Regions from separate parts of the Mus musculus genome. Here regions 1, 2 and 3 are each linked to region 4. Evidence: chromatin contacts called from public HiChIP or PLAC-seq data. All regions are on one chromosome and are shown on one strand. The core of a region is the stretch at or near the end of the contact, and the rest is flanking DNA. Distances in the headings are between cores, read along the strand shown.

Region 1 (6,508 bases), core at 3,579-6,078, 160 kb before region 4:
TCTGAGCCTCCAACATTAACTCTGGGGTGGGGTGGGGTGGGGTGGCTGGAGACTGTAAGGAGAGCAAATGACCAGATTCTAGTTTTCAGAGTCCCCTCTGTCTGTCAGTGAGACATGTGAACTGGATTCTCAGAGCCTGCTAACACCTCCTGGGACCATTTTCTGTCTCCTGGTGCTTTTCTTCCCCCAAGCTCTGTGTCACGCACGGATTTAAACAGCCCCATCCAGGTCAGGAAAGAAGGTGTTGAGAGGAACAGATGGAGGGAGCCAGAAACTCCTCAACCAATGGAGTTGCTGTGAGCCTTCAATAAATGAATGCATTTAGAAAAGGCTAGAGAGATGGGAAAGGTGCTTGCTGCCAAACTGGAGGACCTTACTTTGACCCCTGGGACACATATGGAGGAAGGAGAGAACTGTCCTCTAAAAGGTAGGGGGATTCTAGGCAGGGGCTCTACCACTGACCACTGAGTCACGCTTCCAGCCCCTCACTGGGGGATTCTAGACAAGAAATCAACTAAGTTATGCCTTACTACCAATGCCCTTTCTTAACTGCACAGACCCCCCCATTCCCCGCCTATCTCTTACTGTATACAGAGCTGGAGAGATGGCTCAGCAGTTTTAAAAGTGTTTGCTGTACCATCATGAGGACCAGAGTTCAGCCTTTGGCAGCTATGAAGCCAGGCCTTTTGCCCATTCCTGCAACCCTGGCTCTGAGGAGGATCACGGTGCTGTGCTGGATTCCAGTCTAACAGAGAATATGGGAGGCCAAGGTCCATGAAGAGACCTTGCCTCAGAGCAATAGGCAGAGAGCAACAGAGGATGCATTTTTCTGGCTTTCACACCCATGTGCACATAAACTCACATACAGACAAACGAATACGTTCAAAGGCGAGCAGGCAAGCAAACAGCCAGGGAGATGGCTCAGTGGGTACAAAGTGCAGGCCGTTAGGCCACGTGACCCAAGCCCAACCCCTGGGACCCATCTAAACTACCAGCAAGCCTCCCCAGGGATGGGAGTGCTGACAGTACAGCCGTGTGCCACCACACTCAAACCCAGTTCCTTACTTACTGTACTTCTTGTCATCTCAACTGAATTGTCAGCTCCCTAGGGACGGGGGTCTCTGTCACCTGTCTTGGTCACAGACGTAAATCCAGGATATAGAACAGCACAGAGAGTCACTCTTTCCCTGTCCCAGAGATGGCCGGGTGGTCTCGAGGTGGCACTTACTTCTTGCTGTCAGTGAAGGGGAGTGGCCGTGGTGGGGGCTCGTCTGTCCTCTTCCATCCTGTTGAATGCTTGTTGTGTGCGGGCTGCTTGGAGAAGAAAGACTTGGGGACGGAGGTGGAGAGCTGGAAGGGGCTGCACTGAGAGAGCTGGGAGGGCCGGGGAGTCTCTGCACTGGCTGTTTTGTAAACCTGAGTGGGGTAGCCGGCCCTGGAGCCCATGTCACTGCAGAAGCAAAGACAAGAGAGGGTCACTCACTCGGGAGTTCAGGGTGAGTTGCTGCAATAACAAACTCTTAATTTAACTTGACAATCAATTTACTGTCACTGTGTGCACTGGGGAGGGGCCCCGTGTGGAGGTAGACAGTTCTGTGGACTTGGCTCTCCTCCCACTTTGTGCTTAGGTTGTCGGGTTTGCGCAGGAGGACGCACTGAGCCGTTGGCCTCATTTCCTTATCTTGCTGAACTGCTACAAGGCGCTTCCCACTATCTACTGCAACCAAACTTTGGAAAGCCAATGGCAGTGCCAAGGGCTCAAATCTTTCTCCTTGTGACTTGTTTTGGAGGAGGTCTGACGCCACCTCCCAGGCTGGCCTGAAATGCACAGCATTCTTCTTGCCTCAACTTCCCGAGAGATAATAACAGGGGTTATAGGTATGTGCCACCATTTTTAACTGCAAATTAACTTATTTTTTTTTCTTTTTTTTAAAGATAGGAGCTAAGAGAAGTTATGCGTGCTTCTGGCTCCTCCAGTGGACCTGAATTTGATTCCCCACAATTGCCTGTAACTCCAGCTCCCAAGAGCTCGCATGGCTCTGGCCTCCATGAGAACCTGTAGTCACATGTAATACTGACATGCAGATATACATACTTAAAGATAAAAACACATCCTTAGCATCTTTTTCTTAAAGTTTAGGATTCTAATGGCTCACTCTCGTTAGGTATAGTGTCTCAGGCCTGTCATCCTGGCACTTGACTGGCAGGGCCAAAAGGACAAATGGGTTCTAGATCATCTCTGGCTAAATCCCTGAGGTTTTGGCCAGCCTGAACTACATCAGAACCTGTATCAAAACAACCCCCCCCCCAAAAAAAATCCCAAAAAAAAAAACCAGTGTAAACTGCATAAAGGATGAGCATTTTGTCAAACTCAATTTCAGATGCCCACATTGGATTACACGTGACATGCTTTCAGCGCGGTTCCGGTAACCACTTTAGAAGATGCCCCCAAGCAGTGTGCAGGGGGTACTAGCTCTGCAGGTGGCTGTGATGGGAACGTCAGGATGCAGGAGAGTGAAATTAGACCCCACACAGAGAGTTCCAGGTAGAAAGGCGAGGGAGGCAACCTGATACCCCAGCTGCAGAGGTGATCTCGGAAGACCTTCCCTTCAATGTGGCATGTGTGGATGTGAGGCCCGTGGATGAAGGCTTGGACTTTGTCCTAGATGAGCAAGGACGCCCGTGTCTCATGTGTGCACTGGCCTTGTCCCTTCCCATTAGTGAGTCTGTGTTCTGAGAAATGACCCACTGATGGCGATTTCAAGCTGCAAGTGTATGAGGGTGGCCTGTCCAGAGGCTATGACCCTGCTCCAGCTAAGACAGGGCGGGGGCATGGGGAGGTGCACTCTGCACTGGTACCCTGTTTTAGCCATGGCCCTTCTTCGTGAGGCTGTGACATGTTACTGCTCCGTCCAGGTTCCGAGGGGCTGGCAGGCGGTCCTGGGCGACAGCTACAAGGATGACCGCAAAGATCCGGGACACGGTCAGGCCTGGTTTTAAACGTTTGCCACACGGCACCCCATAAAGCCCCCGGCACTTTCTGCTGCAGGAGCTGCCGATGCTGTATTTCAGGTGGGGGCACTAGGGCTGGGAGAGCCTAGATAGCTCCCTTATGGTGATGCATGGGATCGAGCAGCCTCAAGCTTTCTTCCGTACTCAACAAGATCGCCGGCAGGAGAAAGGCACAATAGACAGAGACTAAGCACAGCAGCGGCGGCTTCACTATGTCCACATGACCTTCGTTGGACCACAGCTATGTTACTGTTATCACCAAAGTTTTAGAGACAGGAACTCATGTATCCCAGGCTGGCCTCCAGCTTGCTGTGTAGCTGAAGATGACCTTGACCTCCTAACCCTCTTGCCTCTCCCTCCTGAGTGCTAGGATTAACAAGTATGGAACACTGTCCAGCCGGGCCACCCATTATTGTCCCATCTAATGGAAGGGAAGTTGGGCCTCAGAGACCAAGGGCCTGAAGGAGTTCAGTGTAAGGCAGTCAGGCAGTAATGCCATGCCCACATAGCTGGGGCGGGGCTGGGGGGCAGGCTGCAGGCCACCTGGCTCGCTCCCATCTTGCCCCCATCCTCCTCTGTGCCTGCTGTGACCCGAGCGTCTGGAATGATGGGCTTCACCTGGATCTTACGACCATCACTGCTTGTCACCTCCACCAAGTGCCACCCGTCAGCATCGCCACCACTGTCTCTTCCAGGGTTACCTGCCTTCCGTGTTCTCCCCACAGCCACAAGGACCCTGTGGAAATGTGCGACACTCCAGAACTCCTTGTGGTGTTGGCTCATGCAGACAGGCAGAGACCCCCATAGGTCCCACTCCATCTGCCACCTCCTGTGTCCTCAGTTTCTCCACTTGCCTGTCTTTTCTAGCAGTTACACAAGGCTATCCCTCAAATACCCGGGAATGTTTCTACCGCAGGGCCTTTGAACTGCCCCTCTGCCCACAGACCTCAGGCACTCCCTCAACCCCTAGCATTCTAGGAAAATAGTCTGGGTTTTTTCCCCCTTGCTGACAGATCTATCATGTGTGGTTCCAGTCTTCCGACACAGGCAGGGTGGGCCCCAGCAGACCCCCAGATTACCTTTGAGGGCTGTGCCCGAGATGGATCCCCAGACAGACTCGGAGACTGCTAGCGCAGCCCGGGAAGCAGAGCCACGTGCTTCCTCCCTGCTGGGAACGCCCAGCTGCGTCAGCTCCACGTGGAACAGAGTCTCAGATCCCCTTAGCTGACTGACAAATTGCTCTGGAAACTGAAAGATTTTGGCATGTGTACTGCTTAGGGGCCAGGTAGTTATGTGCCTGGGCTTGCTGGGCCTTTCAGGTGCCCACGACGGGTGCCAGCACCTGGCAGGGAGCTTGGCTGCTGGGCTCCCATGACGAATGTCTGGGGTGGGTGGGGTGGGCTAATATCTGTGAAGTAGCTGCAGTCACGGACCTGCACAAGCAGATACAGGCTCTGTGGGCTTTGAAGAAAAGAGCTGGGGCCAGGCAAGAGGATGGGGCCTTTCTGGGCATGGCCAGCTCATCTCTTCCTGGCAGTTTTCAAATTCTGCTCTCTGTCCTGCCTTCCCTAAACAGCCTGCTTCTTTCAGAGAAGACTACAGTGCCCCACCTTTCCTCTAAAATTAAAGACCGATCTCATTGTCTAGCCCAGGCCGGCCTCCCGCTCACATTCTTCTTGTCTCTGAGTGCTGTGATTACAGGCTGCCCCCAGAGTGATATTTTAGAAAAATGTTTGCCAGATTAGGGGCTCAGGCACCTTCGCTGGCTCTCACACCCTCCAGGACCAGATGCTAGCTCTAACCACAGCAGTGAGCCTGCTAGAGCAGCCCTCTTGCCACCCTGCTACTCACACCTCCTGCCACGCTTCCCTTGGGGATCCACCTCAGTCTCCCGGCCACCAGACATTCCCAGAGTACTGCGAGCAGGCCGGCGAGGTACAATAGTCTTAGCTGTCTGGCTGCCAATCAAGACACTGCCTGCCTATTTCCCTCCTGAGCCTTGATTGCCATCTGTGTCTCACTTGGTTGTTGTCTGTCTGTCCATCTGTTTCCTCTCTGCAGCAGAATGTCAGCCCCATGAAGGAGGACTGGACTCTGTTCCCTGGAGCACGGGGGTATCTAGAACAGCACTGCCGAGGAAAGCTGAGCTGGTCTGGTCTGGTCTGGTCTGGTCTGGTCTGGTCTGAGATCCCCTCCAGCCAGAGTGGCCAGTGCTCCTCACTTACAGCAACTAGCAAGAGCTCACCTCACCCCCTGGACATTTGCTCCAGGCCTGTGCCATCTCTGAGTGACTTAGCCTCACCCTTCCTGGGACTCCACCTCCTGTTTTACCCCATAGACCATTTTTTTCTTTTTTCTTTTTTTGGTTTTTTCGAGACAGGGTTTCTCTGTGTAGCCCTGGCTGTCCTGGAACTCACTCTGTAGACCAGGCTGGCCTCAAACTCAGAAATCCGCCTGCCTCTGCCTCCCAAGTGCTGGGATTAAAGGCGTGAGCCACCGCCGCCCAGCTGTGACCTGAGTTTGATTCCTGTAACCCACGTAAAGGTGTAAGAAAGCCTGACTTCATCACGCCACCCGCTGACGTTTTCACGCGTGGTACGCCATGTACGCTGACACACAATTGGAAGCTGCACACATCCTCCCATCTCCTCCCGCTGAGACCTTCCCTGGCTTTCTTTAGCCCTTGGGATCAAATTCACACTCAGTAATGGAGTGCCTGAGTGACCTCGCTGGCCCCTCGGGCCTGTGCTCAGTGACATGAAGCTCAACCCTCTTACCCGGGTCCCACCCTTTGTACCCTCATCTCCTACTTGTGAGAAACCTCTCTACAACCCCATCTTTCTCTTCTGCCCTTCAGATTTGAGGCAAGTCTCCTTCTGTAGCCTCAGCGGGCCCAGAAGTGACAATTCTGGATCAGCCTCCGAAGCGCTGGGGTTAGTAGCACCTGTGCCACCAGGTCTGGATTGTTTAGTTTGTTTTTAGGTCAACGTCCACAGCCAGAGCTGTGGGGCTTAGACTGTGCATGGCCCTGGCTTTGATTCCCAGCAACACCCCCTATACCCACCCTCACACACACAAAATACAACGTAATACACGTAATGAAACTGCAGACTGAAGACATTGGCCAGCCTCCTCTGAGGATGCCTGCTGCTGCGGCTCATCCATGACTTTGCTACCATCTGCCTGTTGTCTTCCTGGGGCCAGCCAACACTGGGCCTGGCACACATGCACCTGCTCATGAATAAATGGCAAGTGCTGGGCAGGTGCAGACAGGGCACAGGGTTCTCGTGAACAGGACTGTGCAGACAAGAGCCTCACCCGTGTCTGGGTGCTGGGTTCAAGTACCACGCTGTCTGACATTCTCAAGGACCATACCCACGACAGTAGCTGCTGAGGGCTTCAGTGCAGTGGGACAACACCACCAACTTGCTGCACTGACTGGAACACCACCTTCACTCACACATGCGTGTGGTTGCAGTGTGTAGGTCTGTGGTGT
Region 2 (6,672 bases), core at 3,526-6,025, 250 kb before region 4:
CCAGCAATATACCTGACTCAAGAAAATAAGGAGGCTGGTGAGGTGGCTCATTGTGTAGAATTGCCAGGTTAATGAGGTGAATCTAATCACCCGGAACCACCTAAGAGAACTCACGCCTGCACACCGTCTTTGGACTTCCACAGGTGCACATCCAGGCACGTGCACACAAAACAAAACACCCACCTGTATATTCCAAAAGTGAGCGCCCACCTCTCAGCAGGAACAGGTGGCTACTTCAAGGATCAAGGTGGCCATGTGCCACCTTGGATGCCTGCTTAATGTCCATTTGCAGAAATGCCTGCACTGGTCATGCAGGCTCCACGCGTGTCATTCCAGCACATACTTGGTGCTTCCCATTACCTGAAAAACTTTATTTTTAAATGTGTGTGTGTGTGTTTGTGGAGGCCTGCTGCTGTCTGTGGAAGCCATCCTTGGGTTTGAGCCACTAGAACAACAAATACCCCTAACCACCTTCTAGCACCTTACCTCTTTACAGTTTAAATTCTTCCCTATAATGATGTTTGCCTATGTATGCACACCTATTCATGCCTGCTGCCTGAAGCCAGAAGGCAGTACAGGGGTCCCTGGAGCTAGGGTTACCCTTGTGAGCCACCATGTAGGTCCTGGAAATCAAACCCAGGTCCTCTGAAAGAGCAGCCAGTGCTCTTCATCGCTGAGCCACCTCTCTAGTACCCACCCACCCTCTTTTTTTGAGACAGGGTCTCAGGTAGACCTATCTGGCCCATTAGTCAATATACAGCCAGAGCTTGTCTTAAATAGCAGTGGACTCTATCTAAAACTCAACACCCACTCCACCAACCAAAGTAGTAAAGGCAAGGAAAAAAAAAAAAACAAAACAGCAGGGCAGAGGAACCGCTAATGTGTTATGTTGGGGAGGGCTTGGATTTGTTGTTTGAGACAAGGTTTCTCTGTGTAGCCCTGCCTGTCCTAGAAGTATAAGACTAGGCTGGCCTCAAACTCAGAGAGCCAGGCGCTGGGATTGAAGGGGTGCACAAGCACTGCCTAATTTTTTTTTTTTTTTTTTTTTTTTGGATAGGGTTGGATTTTTTGGTTTTGCTTTCCTGAGACAGGGTTTCTCTGTGTAGCCCTGGCTGTCCTGAAACTCAGTCTGTAGACCAGGCTGGCCTTGAACTAAGAAATCTGCCTGTCTCTGCCTACCAAGTGCTGGGACTAAAGGTATGTGCCACCACTGGCCAGCAGGGTTGGATTTTTTAAAGTGAAAACCTCATTGGAGATGTTTGGTTGTGGTTTTGAGGCTGGGTCTCTGATAGTCCAGGCTGGCTTCAGGCTTGCTATGTAAGTGGAGACCACACAGGTATGCCACCATGCTGCACTGGTTTGCAATTTCAAGACTCTACAAACAAGGCTAGTCTGTAAACCTTAGCAAGACCCTGTCCCAAAGGAATAAAAATAAAAGGGGTGGTGGTGGTGGAGGTGTTTCTCAGTGACAGCACTTGCCTAACGTACATGTAGCCCTAGGTTAAATCTTCGGTAAAATGCAAATTTTAAAGTTAGTGGACTGGGCTGGGCAGTGGTGGCGCACGCCTTTAATCCCAGCATTTGGGAGGCAGAGGCAGGCAGATTTCTGAGTTCGAGCCAGCCTGGTCTACAGAGTGAGTTCCAGGACAGCCAGGGCTACACAGAGAAACCCTGTCTCAAAAAACAAACAAACAAACAAAAAAACCAAAAAGCCCCCTCCCCCCAAAAAAGAGAGAAAAGTTAGTGGGCTGGGCATGATGACATAGGCTCTGGAGGCAAATGCAGGAAGAGTTTAAGGCCAGTCTAGTGTATAGAGAGAGTTCTAGGACAGCCAGGGTTACCTAGAGAAACACACTATTAAAAAAAAAAAAGTAAATTAAGGTAGTGTGGTAGGTTCCAGGACTACACAGAGAAACCCTATCTCAAAAAACAAAACAAAAACAAACAAAAAAAGCTAGTGTGGTAGGTACAAGGGTTCACAGGTGCGGGCAGGGATGCCACCCAATGATCTTTGATCTTCAGGGAAGGGAAGTAGATAAGAGGGGTGAGGCAGAGGTAAGGAAGGAGTGGGGCACCTTTGGTCTACAGCATTGGGGTGAGGGTGGGGGCAGGGCGGTGTGAACAGTGCTGACTGTTGGGCCCACAGCTCCTTACAGAACAGGAGGAAAGCCTGTCCAGGCAGAATATAAATTCCGGGAGGGTGGGACAAGTGACTCAGAGTGGTGTGTCCTGTGAATTGGTTTACCTCTGTCCAGGGAGTGTTCTGCTAGCAGACCATAGGGATCAAGGACAGGTACACCTCAAATTACCCCTCACTAAGCAGTCAGGCCCTGTTTGTCTCTGTGTGAAGATTAACACTTGCCTGCCCAGCATACGGGCACAAACCTATAATCCAAGCACTGGAAAAAGGAAGGAAGATTACTAGTCAGAGGACAGCTTGAGCTCCGGAGTAAGACCCTGTCTCGAAACACCAAGCTGGGGGGCTGCAGAGATGGCTCACTGGCTAGGAGCATATGTTTTTACAGAAGACCCAGGTTCAGCTCAGCATTCACAGGGTATCCTTTTCTGACCTGTGTGGGCACCAGGCATGCACATGTGCACATACACACATGTAAGCAGAACGCGCCACTCTCACACGAACCTAAAAGAAAAAATGAGTTGAGGGGCTGGGGAGATGGCTCCGTGGTTAGGAGCATGTGCTCTGTGGAAGACCCTGAGCCAGTACCCGGTGGCTCACAACTGCATGGAACTGGAAATCTGACATCCTCTCCTGACCTCCACATGCCCTAGCACATCCATGGCATACACTCACACATAAACACTAATCGATGTTTAAGAAAATCCATGTTTGAGAAAACAAACTCGCCCGTGCATGCCTTTGATGCCAGCACTCAGAAGACAAGGCAAGTGGTTATCTGTGAGTTTGATTGAGGCCGGCCAGCTATGCATAAGAAGACTTTTGTCTCAAAACAAAATAAATAACCAAAGCAAGTCATACAAGTGACTGCTGGCTGAGGCAGCACACGTCTGTAATCTGTGTCCTGAGGAGATGGGAGGCAGAGACAGAGTACCAGGTTCTCAGGAACCAGCCAGTCCAGCACGCACGGAGTAAACAAGACTTGGTCTGGACTGGAGAGATGGCCCAGCACTTAAGAGCACTAACACTTCCAGTTCTCGGTCACTCACAACCACCTCTACAACTCCGGTTCCTAGAAATGAGATGCTCGTGGGCTTTGCTAGCACTTGTGGACTCACACAGATACATGTAACTAACACATCTTTAAATGGTAGAAATTAAGGACCAATGTCTGGAGTGGTCTTCTGACCTCCATGTGCTCCAGTATGCACACACATGCACAAAGCCCATGTACATACTAAGTGGTGGGTCTTACGGCTCAGTGGTAGAGCACTTTGCCAGAATCCAGTGAGGGGCTGGGGTATGGCTCAGTGATAGAGTGCTTGCCTAGCAAATACAAGATCCTGGGTTCTATCTCAGTCCCACAAAATAATGTATTAAAAGACAAGAATTCGCCGGGCGGTGGTGGCAAACGGCTTTAATCCCAGCACTTGTGAGGCAGAGACAGGCGGATTTCTGAGTTCGAGGCCAGCCTGGTCTACAAAGTGAGTTCCAAGACAGCCAGGGCTACACAGAGAAACCCTGTCTCAAAAAACAAAACAAATATTCTTGCCTCATAAAGTAAATGGCTTTGCAGACTCCGCTTGTCCTGAACAGGCAGCGTTCAGAATGTCAACTGTCTCTTTAGCCCTCCCCTCCACACTGGGGTATTGGTGTTGAGTCTCTGCCCTGGCCTCTCTAGGGTGTGGCTAGTAGGCCGTGGGGTAGGAGGGGCTTCTGTACCCTGGAGATCGTGCACTGCAGTGCTGTTTCAGAGTGGGAGAATGGGAGGGGAGGACAAGGCCTCGTCTCTCCTAACTTCACCTCCATCACATTGTACACAGGATGCCCCACTTCTATCTTTCCCCTCACCTGGCAGGCACTGCACCTGCCCTTCTGGACGTCTCAAGCTTACGGAGGCTGTGTCCTTTTCTCATGTATAGGCCCCAGCTGGTGAGAGGCCACCTATCTCCACTAGCTCTTCTCATTCTCCCCAACTGCTGTAGGCACCCCACTGATCTCCGTTTTTTTGCCTTCTGTTTCATTAACTTCTGCCCCAAATGCCTTGGTGCCAGGGTGTTAAATAGTGCCACTCTGCCCCTCAAGCAAAGCATGCAGTATTGCTGGTGTCCTCACTCCTGGGTCCCTCCATCCCTTTTCTCACCTCAAGAAAAGGCATCCTCAGGGGCTAGCTGTAATCCTGCATTTTATTTAGTTTTGTTTTGAGACAGGGTCTCTTTGTAGACCAGGCTGGTATCCAACTCACAGAGATTCACCTGCCTTTGCCTCAACACTGGGTTTAAAGGCCTGTGCCACCTCCGCCAGCAAAGCATAGGATTTTGTTACTTCAGCAATTACAGTGGGTAGGGAGGCCAAGATGCTGAGGGGCCCAGGTGGGAGAGCAAATACCTTTCCTGGAGTGCTATATGCCTGAGGTCCCTCCTACATGCTTGAGGTCACGTCTGTCTGGAAAAGGGATTATGGTGAGCCTTCGTTTAGTTTTTCCTGGAGTCCCCAAGAACAGAGGCCCAGCTCCTATAAACAACACTATCCCTATTCAACCGCATCCCAGCAGCTGGATGAGCTGGAAGCACGCAGGGACTTTTCTCTTATCAGGCTGAAGCACTGTGCTAGCCTGTGACTACTGGGCTGAGCTCAGCTTCCACCCAGTCCAGAGTTCACTTCCTTCTGCTTCTCAGCTAACATCCTGGCTGTTAACCTCTAGACTCCTGGGTCAGAAACTGGCTTCCTAGCTTCTCACGCACAGCAAGACATTAGCATCTGTGGTTTTCTTTGTTCACAGGACTCCAGATACATACATACATACATACATACACACACACACACACACACACACACACACACACACATACACACACACGCCTGGGCAGTAGGCTATGGCAAAGGAAGAACACAATTAGGTGAGGATGTAGCTCAATGGCCTGCCAATTGCTTGGTATCAACAAAGGGATATTATAAAGCTTGGAGAGCCCTCAGCTTTATACCAGCAACGACTGTTCCTCCTCCCTACACACGTGAGCAGCAATGCAGTCCTGAGGAGTGACCTTCATAGTGCTCAGGATCACCCCTTCTTAACCCTTGAAACCCTGGGGCCTGGGGAAGTGGCAAGGACAATATGGGTGAGTTCCCATTCCAGGGACCAGTTTCACAGCCTCCTCCTCCAGAGCCAGTGGCTCCTCACAGTCCCATCTGTGAAGAGTTCCATGCAAGTACAACCATTTTGCAAAGTTCCCAAGAGCAAGACCTACAGGACCAGAGGCCCATGTGAGTGGACTCAGCTCAGTCCAGTGTCCAGCCCTCAGCCATGTGTGTGTCCACTGAGTACCTCCACTGAACACTTTGATCAGTCTGAGCAATAGAAGCCAGTCAGTCAAATCCCTTCAAGTTGGTTCATCCCCAGGCAAAACTGTACAACCCAGGAGTCTCAGGCTGGGGAAAGATTAGCACATCTTATAGACTGGGTGGATCTAAGAGTCTGTCACCCATTGGACCCACACTGATGGGCCAGGCTGACTTGTGACCTCTAATGTACTCTCAATCACTGTAAGGGGCAACTGGCTTCATACTGTAAATACAGATATTCTGTGGTACTGGACAAAAAGCAGGGTTCAGTGTTGACAGTGATCTTTTAAAAATGTTATGTGTATGAGTGTTCCGACTGCATGTACATCAACACTTGTGTGCCTGGTGTCCCAGAGACCAGAGAGGGTATTAAACACCCTACAACTGGAGTAACAAACAGATGATTGTGAGCCACCATATGTTGTTGCGCATTGAAATTGGGCCCTTTCCAAGAGCTGTCTGTCTGTCTGAGACAGGGTCTTATAGCCCAGACTGGCCTTGAGATTTTGACCCTGCTTCTGAGGGCTGGGATTACAGGCATGTGCTACCGTGCTCCCTCGCTGAGATACCTGTCTTTCATGAGTCTCTCAACAACTCCATCACTAACGGACTCTCGAGGTCAGAGGGCAGGTGGCAGTGATAGATGGGAGTCTTTCCCAACTCCAGAATCTAAGAGCACCTGTATTCCAGGGAAGCAAGAACTGTGGTTGTGCCCAGGAGAGTGCTCAATGAGTGTTCAGGAGTGTGGCCAGGAATTTCAATGAGTGAAAAAGTGGGCTTGGAGAGACAGCTCAGTGATGAAGGGCACTGGCCGTGGGCTAGAGAGGACCTGGGCTTGTTTTCCAGACCCTACATAGTGGCTCACAACCATCTGTATCTTTTAGATCCCAAGAATCCTATACCTTCTTCTTTTGGCCTCCTTAAGTAACAGGCATATGGCACACAAAGATACCTGCAAACAAAACAGTTATATGCATAAAATAAAAAATAAATCTTAAAAAATTTTGAGGGTTGGCTAAAGTGTGGTAGTGCACATCTTTAATCCCAGTACTTGGGAGGCAGAGGCAGGTGGATCACTGTGAATTTGAGGCCAGCCTGGTCTACAGAGGGAGTTTCAGGACAGCAAGGGCACAGAGAAACTTTGTCTCCAAAACAAAACAAAACGAAACAAACACAATTGTGGCTGCTTGGGC
Region 3 (6,038 bases), core at 1,071-3,570, 220 kb before region 4:
TGGCTGTGCTGGAACTCACTCTGTAGACCAGGCTGGCCTCAAACTCAGAAACCTGCCTGCCTCTGCCTCCCAAGTGCTGGGATTAAAGGCGTGTGCCACCACACCCTGCTGCAGCCAGTGTTCTTAACCTCTGAGCCACCTCTCCTGCCTGTGCCAGGCTAACACTTGGGCTAGGAATCCTAACTCAGCTCCTCATGCCTGCAGGCCAAGCCCTGTCTGACTGCACCCGTTCTCCAGTCCAGTGTGTCCCCCTTTTGCCTGCGCCCAAGGCGCATAACTCCTACTGGCCTTTAGTACAGTGCTGGTTGAGAAGCAGACAAAAAAAGCAAATGGTTAAATCATACACACACACATACTCACGCGCGGGCGTGCACACACGCCTTGGTAAAGTGCTGTTGTGTGGCGCTGAGCTCAGGCACAGACTGCCTGCTCACCACCTGTGCGGCTTGAGCTCACCCAGACCCTCAGCAATAAGGAAGTGTGGTTCTTGCTGCTTCTGGCCTGAGTAAGACAACTTGCAAAGCCAGGATCTTCCCTTGACACCCTTGGTCACATTACCATCCACTTCTCCTTGTCATGTAATAAACTGGAGACAGCGCACCTACTGCCACTGCCGCAGCGTGAGCACTAGGGGGACTTGGTTCTGCGCTGCCTAGTACAGTGCCTGACATAGCACATGCTTGTGCATGCCCGAGTGCTGGGTGTATTCTTCAGGAGCCCTTGGAGGCCAGAAGAGGGCATCAGATTCCCTGAAACAGGAGTTACAAGTGGATGTGAGCCATCGTGTGTGTTTGTGTGTGTGTGTACATGTGTGTACATGTGTGTATGTGCTGGGAACTGAATCCGGTTCCTCTACAAGAGCAGCTGATGCTCTTAACTGCTGAGCCATCTCTCCAGGTACCCCTGCCTCCCATATTTGAGGTAATTCTCAGCATGTAGTCCAAGTTTACCTCGAATTTTCATCAGTCTACCTCGGCCTCTCTTGTACTGTCTTTACCACCCTTCCTCAATAGCTGAGATTCATGTGCGGGGTCCTTAGGCTTAGCACCAAGCCTCTTTACCAAGGGAGCCATCTCGCTCACCCAGGCTGTTGTCTGTCTGTCTATCTATCTATCTATCATTATCTATCTATCTGGGCAGGGTCCACAGCTCAGCTTGTCCTGGACTCTGAAGCTCACTCTGTAGCCTACCCTCACCTTGAATTCCTGAATCTCCCGCCTCCGCCTCCTAAGCACCCAAGTCACATGCTGTTGACACACTCAGTAAACAATGTGTACTGGGAGTGTTGGTATTCTGTCTGGACTCCACCCCCACAGTTACCTGGCAGCAGCCAGGTATGCTCCTCCCCATAGTTACCTGGCAACAGCCAGGTAGACCTGGCCCATTATAAAAGGGGCTGCTTGGCCCCTCCTCCCTTTCTTTCTCTCCTACTCTTGCCTCTCTTCCCTCTTGCCTCCTTGTTCCCCCTCTCTCCCCATTCCTTTACCCCCTCTCTCCACGTGGCCATGGCCGGCCTCTACTTCTCTACTCTCTCCTTCTCTCTGCCTTTCTCTGCCTCTTAACTCTCTTCCCCATGCCCTGAATAAACTCTATTCCATGGTATACCGTCAGTGTGGCTGGTCTCTCAGGGGGAAGGGATGCCTTGGCATGGGCCCGCCGAGACATCCCCTTCCTCACACCCCCCAGAACATGTTCTTGTACAGCTTTATCTCTTTTTATGATCGCAACAGGAACAAGTGAATAAATGGAAATAAGTGGATGGAAAAGTGCGTGAATGAGCGGGGTAAACTAAAAGATGATTCAAGCACTGGCTTAACACTCCTGGGGTCCGTTTCCGATCACCTTCTGGGAGCAGGGGTGAGAAAGAAAAAGTTGAGTGTGGTGGCTCAGGTCTGGAATCGCATCACTTAGAAGGTGGAGACAGGAGGTTTAGGAGTTTAAGGCCAGACTAATAGGTCCCTCTTAAAAAGAGAAACTTCAGTGGGATCCCCCTCCCGTACAGCTAGGCCTGGCGCCCTTGCAACACCCTTCGCTGCCGCCAGAGGGAGCACAGGACGGACCCTAGAGCGTGTCCTGGGACCCCGCCCGGAGATGCCTGCCCTGGGGCACTCTAAGATGGGCACCCCGCCCCCACCCATCTGAACCCCCGCAGGACCCCGGGCTTGAAGGCTGCACATTAGCCAGCTTGCCTCTGCAGGAAGGGAAACTGAGGCCCGGCGATCGGGGAGGGGCGGGTCCCAGAGCACGAGCCCCCGCCCCCGGTGGCCCCGCCCCGGCCATTAAGATCCCGGAGCGCGAGGCAGGGCGCAAAGTAGGGGCAGCGGGTGACGGTACGATGGCTGCGCAGCGGCTGGGCAAGCGCGTGCTGAGCAAGCTGCAGTCCCCGTCGCGGGCCCGCGGCCCGGGGGGCAGCCCCAGCGGGCTGCAGAAGCGGCACGCGCGAGTCACGGTCAAGTACGACCGACGGGAGCTGCAGCGACGGCTGGACGTGGAGAAGTGGATCGACGGATGCTTGGAGGAGCTGTACCGCGGCAGGGTGAGACTCAGAGGGGCCGGGGCTGAGGGACGGAGGTAGCCTAAGACCCTGCAACCCTGCGACCTCGGTGACCCTAGTACTTGCTCGCTGGTGCACCGACTGCGGCCTTTGCTAGGATTCATGGCCCGAGGCGCTGGTCTCGGTGCTTAGAGGCATCCAGCTCGCGGACACTCAGACATGCACCCAGGATCCCCAGACATGTGTGCGTCCAATCAACCCAGACAACTGGGAAGGGCTGGGGATGAGATGGGGGGTGGCGGGCAGAGCCAACATATTGAGAGAACGGATAGGGACAGGGGATGTCCTTAAGCCAAACATAGACATGGGTGACAAGGGAGATAGGACAGCAGAGACTCTCAGCAGAGGAAACAACAATTTTCACAGATGACGGAAGTCACAGCCACTCAGACATAGCACCAAAGTGAGCCACACACAAACTCACAGGAACACAAGTGGATTAAGTTAAGGGACAACATGGCCTGCCATGGAATACTGACATGCACGCACAACACAACCCCCCTGGGCGCCAAGTGAAGAGATACAGCTGGGCACAGATACACATCAGTTCCAGCTGGGGTGCTCCAAGCTCCAATAGCTATCCAGGGACACAGAGTGACTCAAGTTACATGGGCCATTATCTGCTGCCAAAAAAGAAAAGTATGGCTGTCTACAAACAGAGTGGCAGATGTTAAAGTTCTGTGTGCATGTGCACGCGCGCACGCACGCATGCACACACACACACACACACACACACACGTCTGTGGAAATTACACACGGAACTGGTAAAAGTGTCCCAGGAACACAGAACACTAGAAACCAAGGTAGGCAGGGCCGCTAACGCTTGTGACCTCAGCACTTGAGAGGTGAAGGCTGGAGGGTTAGGGGTTCAAGGACGACCTTGGATAAGGAGACCCTGTCTGAAAAGTCTAAAACAAACCTGGCATGGTGCACCTCACACCTTTTAGACTCAGCATTGAGGAGGCAGAGGCAGAGAGATCTCTGTGAGTTCGAGGCCAGCCAGTTCTACAGAGTGGGTTCCAAGTCATCCAGGGATACACAGAAAGACCCTATCTTAAAAAAAAGAAAAAGAAAAAAAAAGATAAATAAAGATAGTCCCTACAGCTTGCCATGTCTGACCTGGGACAGCCACACTAGAGAGGCAGCCACACTGGCTACACTCTCTCAAGGCAAGTAGGCCCCTCAGTCTCGGGCCCAGCACACTTAGATGCCAGAGATCCCTTCTCCCACACAGGACAGCACCCTCATTGCCCAGCTGGGCAGCAGAGCTGGCAAAGTAGAAGCTTAGGTCCAGTGGTCTCTGGCCCAGGACAGCTGGATCTTGTCCACAACATGTTCAGATATCCTTTGTATCACCACCACGAGGCCTTAGCCTCCCCTCAGAGATGATTCCTGTTAGCCGGCCATGGTGGGCCTAGGTGGTCACTTCTCTGACTGAGCAGCCTGTGATGTGGCCCAGGGAGGTCTGGCTGGCCATAAGCCCCAAAACCCTTCTTGTCCCCAGGGGAAGGGGCCCGCCCCAGCAGTCTCCCCTCCCCCACACCACTGCTAAGACTTTCCCTTGAAAGGGCAGAAGCCAATCCCTCCCCAAATCCTAGAATCTGACATTCCCAGACTCGACTGGGCCTGCTTTGCTGAGTAGGGACTGCAGCCAAGGAGAGAGCCCTGTGCCAGCCCCAAGGCCCCCGGGGCTGAACCAAGGGTGCAGGCATCGATTGATCGGGCTGGTACCAAGGCCTGGGCCTCCTTCCACCCATCTGTCACCCCCCTCACCCCCACACCCCACCCAGATGTCTGACTCGGTGGTGCTGTCCCTGCCTGCCACATCATCTATCGCTGCAGGCCCGGCCAGCTGGGCCTGGGGTTGGTGAAGTGCCTCCAGAGCCCTTGACAAAAGGCTGTGGAGTGGGTACAGGGAGACATGGACTCTGACCAGTCCACTCTCCCTGGCCGTAGGAGTCAGACATGCCGGACGAGGTCAACATCGATGAGCTATTGGAATTGGACAGTGAAGAGGAAAGATGCCGGAAAATCCAGGTAGGTGGAGAGAAAGGAGAGAGTCGTCCCTCCCCCAGTCCAACAAATCACAGAGCCCTAAACAGGACAAGCCAAGTTGACATGTTTATTAAACACTTGCTAAGCCAGACACTAAATCCTCCACAAAACGCTATAAAACATTTACCACCGAAAGGAAAATGAGACTCAGCAGGGCTGAAGTGTTTGCTCAGGGTCACACAGCTTGTCCAAAGCTAGGAGCCCAACCCAGGCTGCCCCTGTCCTGTCCTTCCCCGCTGACCTGACCACAGAGGCTTGGCCTTCTAGCCTTCTGGAGCTGGTCACTCTGAGCTCCTGCTTGAAGCCACTTGGGCGGATCAAGAAGTCTTGTTCCCTTGGGAAAGGGAAGGGCCTCTGAGGGAATAGGTGTCATCTATTTACTGGTTTTTGTTTGTTTGTTTGTCTTGGCTTTTGTTTTGTTTTGCTCTCCCCCATCCCCCAGGGACTTCTGGAGGCTTGTGCAAATCCCACAGAGGTGAGTTTCTGTCTTTCCCAGAGGGAGTGGACCCCTCACCTCACTGGGGGAGGGGGAGGGGAAGGCTGGCCATAGCCAGGATGGATGGGGACAGTCCTGCTCTTTGTCATCCTTGTCTCCTCCTCCTCCTCCTCCTCCTCCTCCCCCTCCCCCTCCTCCTCCTCCTCCTCCTCCCCCCTCTCTTTCCCATCTGTCACTGGGATCCACAGGCTGCTGCCTCAGAGCCCATCCCCCACGGGGCTCCTGTTTCTGCCCATATGGTGCCTGTCCCTTGCTGGCTGGCTGGGGGTTGGGGGGGGGGCTCCCCGTGACTGTCCATACCGTCCTGGGGTTCCCTGTATACCTCTGGAGGGCCCCCATCCTGCAGGTCCTGGAGCTGGGCAACACAACCACTCCCACTTCCTTCCCTGCTTTAAAAGGGAAAATATTCACGGTTCTCCCCTTAGCTCCTAGATGCCAGAGGGACAAACGTCACCGCCTGTCAGTCGGCCTGGAGCTGGCTCAGACCTGGTCTCTGGGGACTGTCTCTCAGCCTGAGAAACATCTCCCTCTTCCATCTGAGCCTGTGTCTCTCTCGGATCAGGGTCTTTGTCTCTCTCCATCTCTATTTTTTATTTGACTTTATTTTAAGTGGATAAGTGTTTTGTCTGCATGTATGCCTGTGCACCACACATGCCTGGTGCCCATGAAGGCCAGAAGAGGGCTCAGATCCATTGGAGCTGGTGTTACAGACAGTTGTGAGCTGCCATGTGGCTGCTGGGAACCGAACTCGGATCCTCTGGAAGAGCAGCCACTGCTCTTAACCACAGAGCAACCACAGAGCTGCCTTTTCACACCCCTCCCCCTTTTTCTTGAGATAAGTACTCAGTGTGTAAATTCATAGCAATCCTCCTGCCTCCAGTAGAACTATTGACCCAGGGAGTAATTTCAGCTTCCTCCAATCTTTCTACCTGC
Region 4 (6,609 bases), core at 730-3,229:
CTGAACACTTACCCTCCCACTGTCTTCTCTCCAGGAGTCTTCTGGCACACTAGATATCACCTGGCCTCTCTTTAACGTCTCGCTTACACAGACACTATCAATTAGCACCATCTTCCAGAAAAGGCAACTAAAGCCCAGAATTCAGGCAGTGAGGGACTCACACATTACAAGACATGGCTTTTCCTCAACTTCCCTCAAAGTGATACTCCTTGGAGCTCAGGGAACAGTGACCTGTTGCCATGGCAGCCTTCCACACTGCAACAGGCTCTGGAGGGTGAAGGGCACATGACTGTCACATGGCAACAGTGGGCCCGTGAGGTGCCTCAGAGCTTGGGGCTGCTGGAGAAGCCTGAGAGGGAGGACCACTGACCTGGCTCCCTGGAGCGCCTCGGGGAAGCCTGCCTGGGATATTTTTACAGCACCAGTCGCTGCTACCTGGAGCCAGAAACAGAGAGCGTGTCAGTTACAACACAGTCTGATTCCTTCAACTCACTGGTTAATTAAAACCTGCTCAGCGCACAGCAAGAGTTATTGCCTACTAAAGCAGAGGAGAGGATAAACCAAGGCTGGTCAGGTCACTCTTATCTCCCCTGCCTTCCTGCCACAGAAACCTGGAGCTATGTCACCTTTCCAATACATAGCAGGCACGCACAAATCCTCTCTTACTGAGATTACCCCACTATTCTCTAATTCGCTGGTACCACACTTTCTCTGTCATGCCATGTGCCCAAAATGCCCAAATGAGCCACTGTCAGCTTCCAGGCTGTGACGCCTGAAGGGATTGGGGGCCAGGAAGCCAGCAGCTTGAGGCTGACAGACCCCAAGAATGGCTGCATGACCACAGAGAGACCAGAGAGAGAGGTGACAGGTCACACCAACCACTGCCATGGCTTCCTGGAAACGCTGGTGGCACTCTAGTCAGTCCCAAGTGAGAACAGCTAGCCGTCCATCCACCAATGGGCCATCTAGTAGCATAAATTCATTCATGTCATAACTGAAGCTGCACCCCACCCCACCCCCGCTACAGGCTAGGCACTGTTCTAGAAGGACCAAGGCCTGGCCTGCGCTCCCAGGAAGCCAACAGTTGAGATGCAGGTGGAAGAAAAATCCAGCGAAGGAGGTGGCTCCAGGGTGACTGAGAGGAAGGCACCCTGGGTTGGGAACATCTGAGCAGAGACTTGAGGAGGGGGTGGCTTTGGAAGGCTAGTCCTGAGAACGGCTACGTGAGTGTGGGAAGGCAGGTGGACATGCCACCCCAACTACATCCACAGGCAGAGGACACAGCCAGGGAGAGGCCAGAGCAGGGAGCAAGGGGCCTGAGCTGCAGTCCACAGGCGCAGGGTCAGAGGAGCTGGGGCACTTGGCATGACAACTCAGTGGGTACTACCACTACTTCCTGTTTCCCCCAAAAGAGGAAACTGAGGCCCAGGAGGGTACAGGATTTACCAAGACCACACAGCATACATACTGGGCTGGGGCACCACAGCCCCTGGTAACAAAGTCTGCAGACAGCAGGGGCTCAGCTACAGTCATCTATTCTTTCCCTGGGAGTCCGTGGCCTCCATCTTCTCATTTGCTCAACACTGGGCCAACCTTTCTTCAGGTTAGGAACAGATAGGTAAACACTTCACAAGAGAAGAGGGGGTGAGAGAGAGAGAGAGGGAGAGAGAGGAAGGGAGGGAGGGAGGGAGGGAGCGAGGGAGGGGGAGAGAGAGAGAGAGAGAGAGAGAAGCTAGCTTTCCCTCAAAGAAGAATCAGATTATTAACTTTCTCTGGAAGGTGCTACCGAAGTGAGGAGACATCGCTCACCTACCAGGAGTCCCGGAACACAGCCGTGATCACACTCCAGGAAGGTGGCTACTAGGTTGGCCCCAGGTGTGGCTCCTGTCCCAGGTTTTCCCTAGGCAAGAGCCACCTGCCCCAGCTCCCTAGGCCGACCTGGGGTGGTGCCTCCTCCTGCGCTGTGGGTGTCTGGAATGCGGAAATAGGAACCAGCAGTGCCAGCTTCTAACGACTTATTCAGTGGCCTTCAGGCCACGCCAGCTTACCGGAGTTCCCCTGAGATGGCTGCTCTCTGCACACAGGCACATCCCCAAAGAGCCAGTTCTGCCAATATTCCCTTTGGGGAAGGGAAATAACAGGATTCCTTACTCATCAGACACGTGGTCTTGGGTCTGAATGAGTTTGGGAGAAAGCTCGGAGGTAACAAAGCCTGCCTGTTACAGGCCACCTGCTCGGTGCTGAGCCAGGGCTGGATCAGCGCCACAGCATCCCTGCCCTAAGCCCCGCAGCTTCATTCACAACCTTCCTACCCACAGGTGGGCCCCTCACCTCTGCAGACAGTGCCGGCTGCAGAGGCTGGAGGCTTAATGATTAAACCTTGTGGCAGACTCTTCCACCCAGCCTTGGAAGCACAGCTCTGGGAGGGTGCTGCTCTAAACACTACAGTCTCTCCAGGGCCTTTAAGTCGGAACTACGGTCACGCCTATTTTACAGATAGTGTTGAACAGAAGTCACAGGACGGAGGTCACATAGCAAGTGGGGGTTCAACCCAAGCAGTATATCTCAAGAGTCCAGCTTTTGACTGTTATGCGAATATGCCCTTGTGAAGAGTCTAGTGTCCACCCTGGGAGAGAAAGCCAGTGAGGTCATGGCTCTGGCCCATCAAACACTCAGTAACAGATGGAGCTCAATAGCTTATGACTATGATCTTCGAATTGGAAAAGTCAGACAGGATTTCAAGGTCATTCAAAGCTGCATAGTGAGTTCAGGGACCAACCTGAGCTACAGGAGGCTGTCACAAAACAAAAAAACAAACAGAAAAACAAAAACAACAACAACAACAACAACAAAACCCAAAGAACAACCAAAACAGTTCCATGACTCTCAGCTGTGTTATCACAGGCTGCTCACACCTGGGCCTTCAAAATGGAAAACACCTGGCTCACAGTTACAGCCTAAACTCCAGACTTAACCTCCAGACGTCTGATGGCAAAGTACAGACTCCCAGGTGTGATGCACCTGCCTGTACGCCCTGCATTTGGGAGACTGAGGCAAGAGGAACTGCTGCAATAAGGCCAGACTGGCTATCAGCATCAAACCCTGGCTCAGAAGAGCCAAATGAAGCCGGGCAGTGGTGGCACACACCTTTAATCCCAGCACTTGGGAGGCAGAGGCAGGAGGATTTCTGAGTTCGAGGCCAGCCTGGTCTACAGAGTGAGTTCCAGGATAGCCAGGACTGCACAGAGAAACCCTGTCTCGAAAAAACAAGCAAACAAACAAACACACACATACAAAAAAAAAAAAAAAAAAAAACCCCGAAGAGCCAAATTAAAACTCTTACTATCATCTTTATCAAACTGCGGTAAACCAGAACCAAGATGCTCTTGCCTGCAGGGAGCTCTCAGTCACCTGAGAACAATCTGGCAAAACAAAAGAAAACAACCAAAGGAAATTGCAACAAGCAGATTCCCGTGCCCTCAAGGGGCACTGGCTGTGAGTCGGGCATGTCGCATGATTTCACAAGCTTCAATCCCCCCACAACCTACCTGCTCTACCTTGCAGACAGGGAAATGGAGGTCATTGGGCTAACCCAAGACCAATACAGGGCCCAGTAGGACCCAGGACTTGCACACAGGTTAAGTCACATTTCTCAGGCCCTCCGCAGTCTCCCAGGGCAACCACTGTCCACAGGTGGTCAGAGGAAAAATTCTGCCCGTAAGAGGAATGTCGCTTTCATAGATGGTTGGGGACTGGGCCAGAACCACCGGAGTTCACAATTTTGAGCTAGCAACCTACACCTGACTTACATCCTCCCCTTCTGTCCACCCCACAGCCCTCCATGGTCCTCAGAGTCAAGCCTCTGTGAGAAGGATCTTGCTCAGGAGTGGGAGGGAGCAGGGGGAACCCCAGGTGGTGCCAAGCAGGGTGAGCTCTCAAAAAGCATGCACACAGGGCTGGTGAGATGGCTCAGTGGCTAAGAACACTGACTGCTCTTCCAAAGGTCCTGAGTTCAAATCCCAGCAACCACATGGTGGCTCACAACCACCCGTAATGAGATCTGACGCCCTCTTCTGGTGTCTGAAGACAGCTACAGTGTACTTATGTATAACAGTAAATAAACATCTAAAAAAATAAATAAATAAAGGATGCACAGACCTCCAGTGTTGTGCCCAACTTGGGAGTCCCTGCACTTTCAGACAAAATGTTTGGTAGCTGACACAATGAAGGGGTGCTAGGGTACAGGGACTATGATTATGCACACAGCTAAGCAGCTGAGTAATTACAAATCTTAGAAGTGCCACAGGAACAGCACAATGCAGGATATTGTGGTTCTGCTGCTCCGCACCTCTACAGGCGACCCGCACACACTCTTGTGTGCTCCTGAGCGGTGCTGTGAGTTTACTCCCATGGCCTCTGGCCTGGCCTCTGAGCGGCACAGACAGGGTTATTTGTGTTAGGTTATTTGTCCCAGTGCTACTACAAAAGACCTAAGAGGAACCAGGAGGCAGGGCATAAAAGCAAGGTTCTTCTCTCTTAAAGGGACACATAGGTGTCCCTTAACTACTGCTGGATAGGGTGTGCCAACTGGAGCTACACAGGGAGCTAGGGATCATGAGAGGTGCACAGCCGATAGCAGAGTGACACAAAGGACTGGGACTGGGTCCTTTTTGAAGAGCTACTGTCAACCCTTGCAGAGACCTGTGGGATTCTTTGTTATCTAAATCTCCTTTCCAGACTTCCTACAAGTTTCAACATGTGTTTTCTGGGCACGAACCCTGGTAGCTCCTGGGGGACTGTTGAAAATCCAAATGTTCACTCACACTGGACCTGGAGCACAGAGCTTTCTGGGATTTTGCAGGCCTGAGAGCTGTGCAAGGGCACGCAGAGGGCTGAAAAGTTACTGAACATCATTCCCAGGCCCTCTGACACCCCCCACCCCCCGTGAGTTATTTAAATTCTACAAAGGGAATAAGTAGATTAGCTGAAGGGGTCACTGGGAGGCTTGGCTTAGGTTAGTTATTGCAGGTAAAGTATCTCACTCATACCATGTCTGGCACACATTAGACACCAAAACTTGTCTTTGCTACTGCTGCCATTACCGTCATCATTACTGTCAGCAGCCAAAGGCACACCGACCGAGGCAACTTCTGGCCCAGGTCTTCCAAGGCGGGGCCCCGCCTCTTTTACATTTATCTTCCACCCAGGAGTCAGTCCTTTTGGGGATCCTTGAGGACTTCTGACTATCTTTTTGGTCAGTATAAGGGTGTGGCAAATGGGAGGGGCCAAAGGGCTTTCTTCCTAGGCCTCGTCCCAAGCCACTTCCTCTCCACTGCTGCCCCAGCACATACCACCATGGGACTCCAAACTCAGGAACCAAGATGAAAAGAAGGCTGAAGACTGACTTACAGGGACCCGTCCAGTAGGAAAAGGACTTTTGTTAGACTGCACCAGAGCCAAGCTTTGGAGCCATAGCTGGGCAAGGGCCCTTACTCTGAGCTGTTACAGGCACTGTAGCACCAGTCAGTGAAGGCAAAGAATGAGACATAGGAGGTCTGGTCTCTGGCCACTAACCCTTAGAGTGAGAAGGGGTGACCAAAGGCCTCTGGCTCAAGAAAGGAAGCTGTTAGAGCTAATTTTGTAAAGCTCACTGTTAAACCAGTCTTAATCCACAGACAAGACCCACTGTCAGGTTATGGCCCAACCCAATACACGTCAGGGAAGTTCAATACAATGTGAGGGACTGGAGGCTAGCGGGCACCTGGGCCCACAGTGTCTCTCATGGAGGGACCTGGATGTCTAATGTGTTCTGGCCCTCACAGCTGTGGCTACTACTCAGATATCAAGACTATTTTCCAATCAAAGCTGCAATGTGCTCAGTGTCACTGAGCGCTTAGATTTCTTTTGTTATTTTAAAGAGAAGAGCAAGCTCTTAGCACTTCCACCTCTGTCTCTTCCACCTCCTAAATCAGTCTGCTACACTTAAGTCCCAGGAGCTCCTCCACCTTACTCCCCTCAGGACCTTTGCCCCACCACACACGCCCACCTCCTCCATGGCTGTCCTCTGGCTATGAGGCCTAAAACGTCAACACCTTCCGACCTAATACTTCATATTCCTTCCCGCTCAATTCCCTCACCATAGTGCTTGCTATGCCATCCGACGCACTGCACAGCTTCTTTACCTTCTTTTTAGCAGTATTTCCCACACATGTGGAAGTCCAAGAGAACCACTTGCAATTGTTCTCTCTTCTTCCCCGAGGTGGGTTCTAGGGATCAAAATCAGGCTTTTATCCCCTGAGGCGTGTTATTGGCCCTCTTGTTCTACTGGGGTTTGTGTGTGTGTGTGTGTTTCTTTGAGGTAGGTTTCATGTAGCCCAGGCTGGTCTCGAACTCAGGACACAGATGAAGATGGCCATTAGCTCCTGAGTACCCTGCCTGGTTCCCCAGACTGAGGCTGCAGGTGTGTGCTGCTAGCTTAGCCTCACTAGTCTTGTTTCTTAACCTCGCACTCAGAGGGCCCCAGAATGGTGAGAAAGGTGAGGGACGGAGGCTGCACTGCTAGCTAACCTTCACGTCTAGCACAACTCTCGTGAGAACAGATCACCAAGT

The links. HiChIP or PLAC-seq counts read pairs in DNA pulled down with a chosen protein or histone mark.
Region 1: a contact with region 4 is called in an H3K27ac HiChIP or PLAC-seq map of embryonic stem cells, with 16 read pairs. The contact joins the enhancer-like site here to the promoter of Sipa1l3 in region 4. A contact is called at or near these places in 7 of 39 promoter capture datasets (the 3T3-L1 cell line, embryonic stem cells, hippocampal neurons and 2 more), 3 of 484 Hi-C or Micro-C datasets (the G1E-ER4 cell line and muscle stem cells), 18 of 115 datasets of contacts at active chromatin or transcription factors (acute myeloid leukemia, double positive thymocytes, embryonic basal ganglia and 8 more) and 3 of 9 other capture datasets (adipose tissue, liver and pancreatic islet).
Region 2: an HNF4G HiChIP or PLAC-seq map of pancreatic cancer cells shows a contact between it and region 4. The contact joins the enhancer-like site here to the promoter of Sipa1l3 in region 4. A contact is called at or near these places in 7 of 39 promoter capture datasets (the HPC-7 cell line, cranial neural crest, embryonic stem cells and 3 more), 4 of 484 Hi-C or Micro-C datasets (the N1E-115 cell line, embryonic stem cells and pro-B cells), 4 of 115 datasets of contacts at active chromatin or transcription factors (embryonic forebrain, embryonic stem cells, extraembryonic endoderm stem cells and 1 more) and 1 of 9 other capture datasets (adipose tissue).
Region 3: a contact with region 4 is called in a FOXA1 HiChIP or PLAC-seq map of pancreatic cancer cells. The contact joins the promoter of Ppp1r14a here to the promoter of Sipa1l3 in region 4. A contact is called at or near these places in 7 of 39 promoter capture datasets (cranial neural crest, embryonic stem cells, hematopoietic stem and progenitor cells and 3 more), 3 of 484 Hi-C or Micro-C datasets (the C10 cell line, embryonic stem cells and extraembryonic ectoderm), 21 of 115 datasets of contacts at active chromatin or transcription factors (craniofacial prominence, embryonic basal ganglia, embryonic forebrain and 13 more) and 3 of 9 other capture datasets (adipose tissue, embryonic stem cells and pancreatic islet).

The regions. Positions count from the first base shown.
Region 1 is chr7:29,337,728-29,344,235 of GRCm38.p6, forward strand. Sipa1l3 (signal-induced proliferation-associated 1 like 3) reads right to left here. Exons shown (of 23, transcript NM_001081028.1): 17 at 1,229-1,450. Among named protein-coding and RNA genes, the nearest start is that of Dpf1, 33 kb to the left of the region's middle. Within about 2 kb of position 4,829, at least 65 of the 459 cell types and tissues checked have an H3K27ac peak or open chromatin away from gene starts, as enhancers often do. A contact at or near this core is called in the G1E-ER4 cell line, embryonic forebrain, embryonic stem cells and 4 more, where this site is marked.
Region 2 is chr7:29,249,311-29,255,982 of GRCm38.p6, forward strand. No RefSeq gene overlaps it. Among named protein-coding and RNA genes, the nearest start is that of 2200002D01Rik, 4.2 kb to the left of the region's middle. Within about 2 kb of position 4,776, at least 39 of the 459 cell types and tissues checked have an H3K27ac peak or open chromatin away from gene starts, as enhancers often do. A contact at or near this core is called in the HPC-7 cell line, adipose tissue, liver and 1 more, where this site is marked.
Region 3 is chr7:29,287,000-29,293,037 of GRCm38.p6, forward strand. It overlaps Ppp1r14a (protein phosphatase 1, regulatory inhibitor subunit 14A), which reads left to right and starts at 2,321. Exons shown (of 4, transcript NM_026731.3): 1 at 2,321-2,536; 2 at 4,511-4,591; 3 at 5,052-5,084. The coding sequence starts at 2,336. Gm45977 (a long non-coding RNA gene) reads right to left here and starts at 1,300. Exons shown (of 4, transcript XR_003946629.1): 1 at 1,197-1,300.
Region 4 is chr7:29,503,481-29,510,089 of GRCm38.p6, forward strand. It overlaps Sipa1l3 (signal-induced proliferation-associated 1 like 3), which reads right to left and starts at 1,980. Exons shown (of 23, transcript NM_001081028.1): 1 at 1,814-1,980; 2 at 371-435.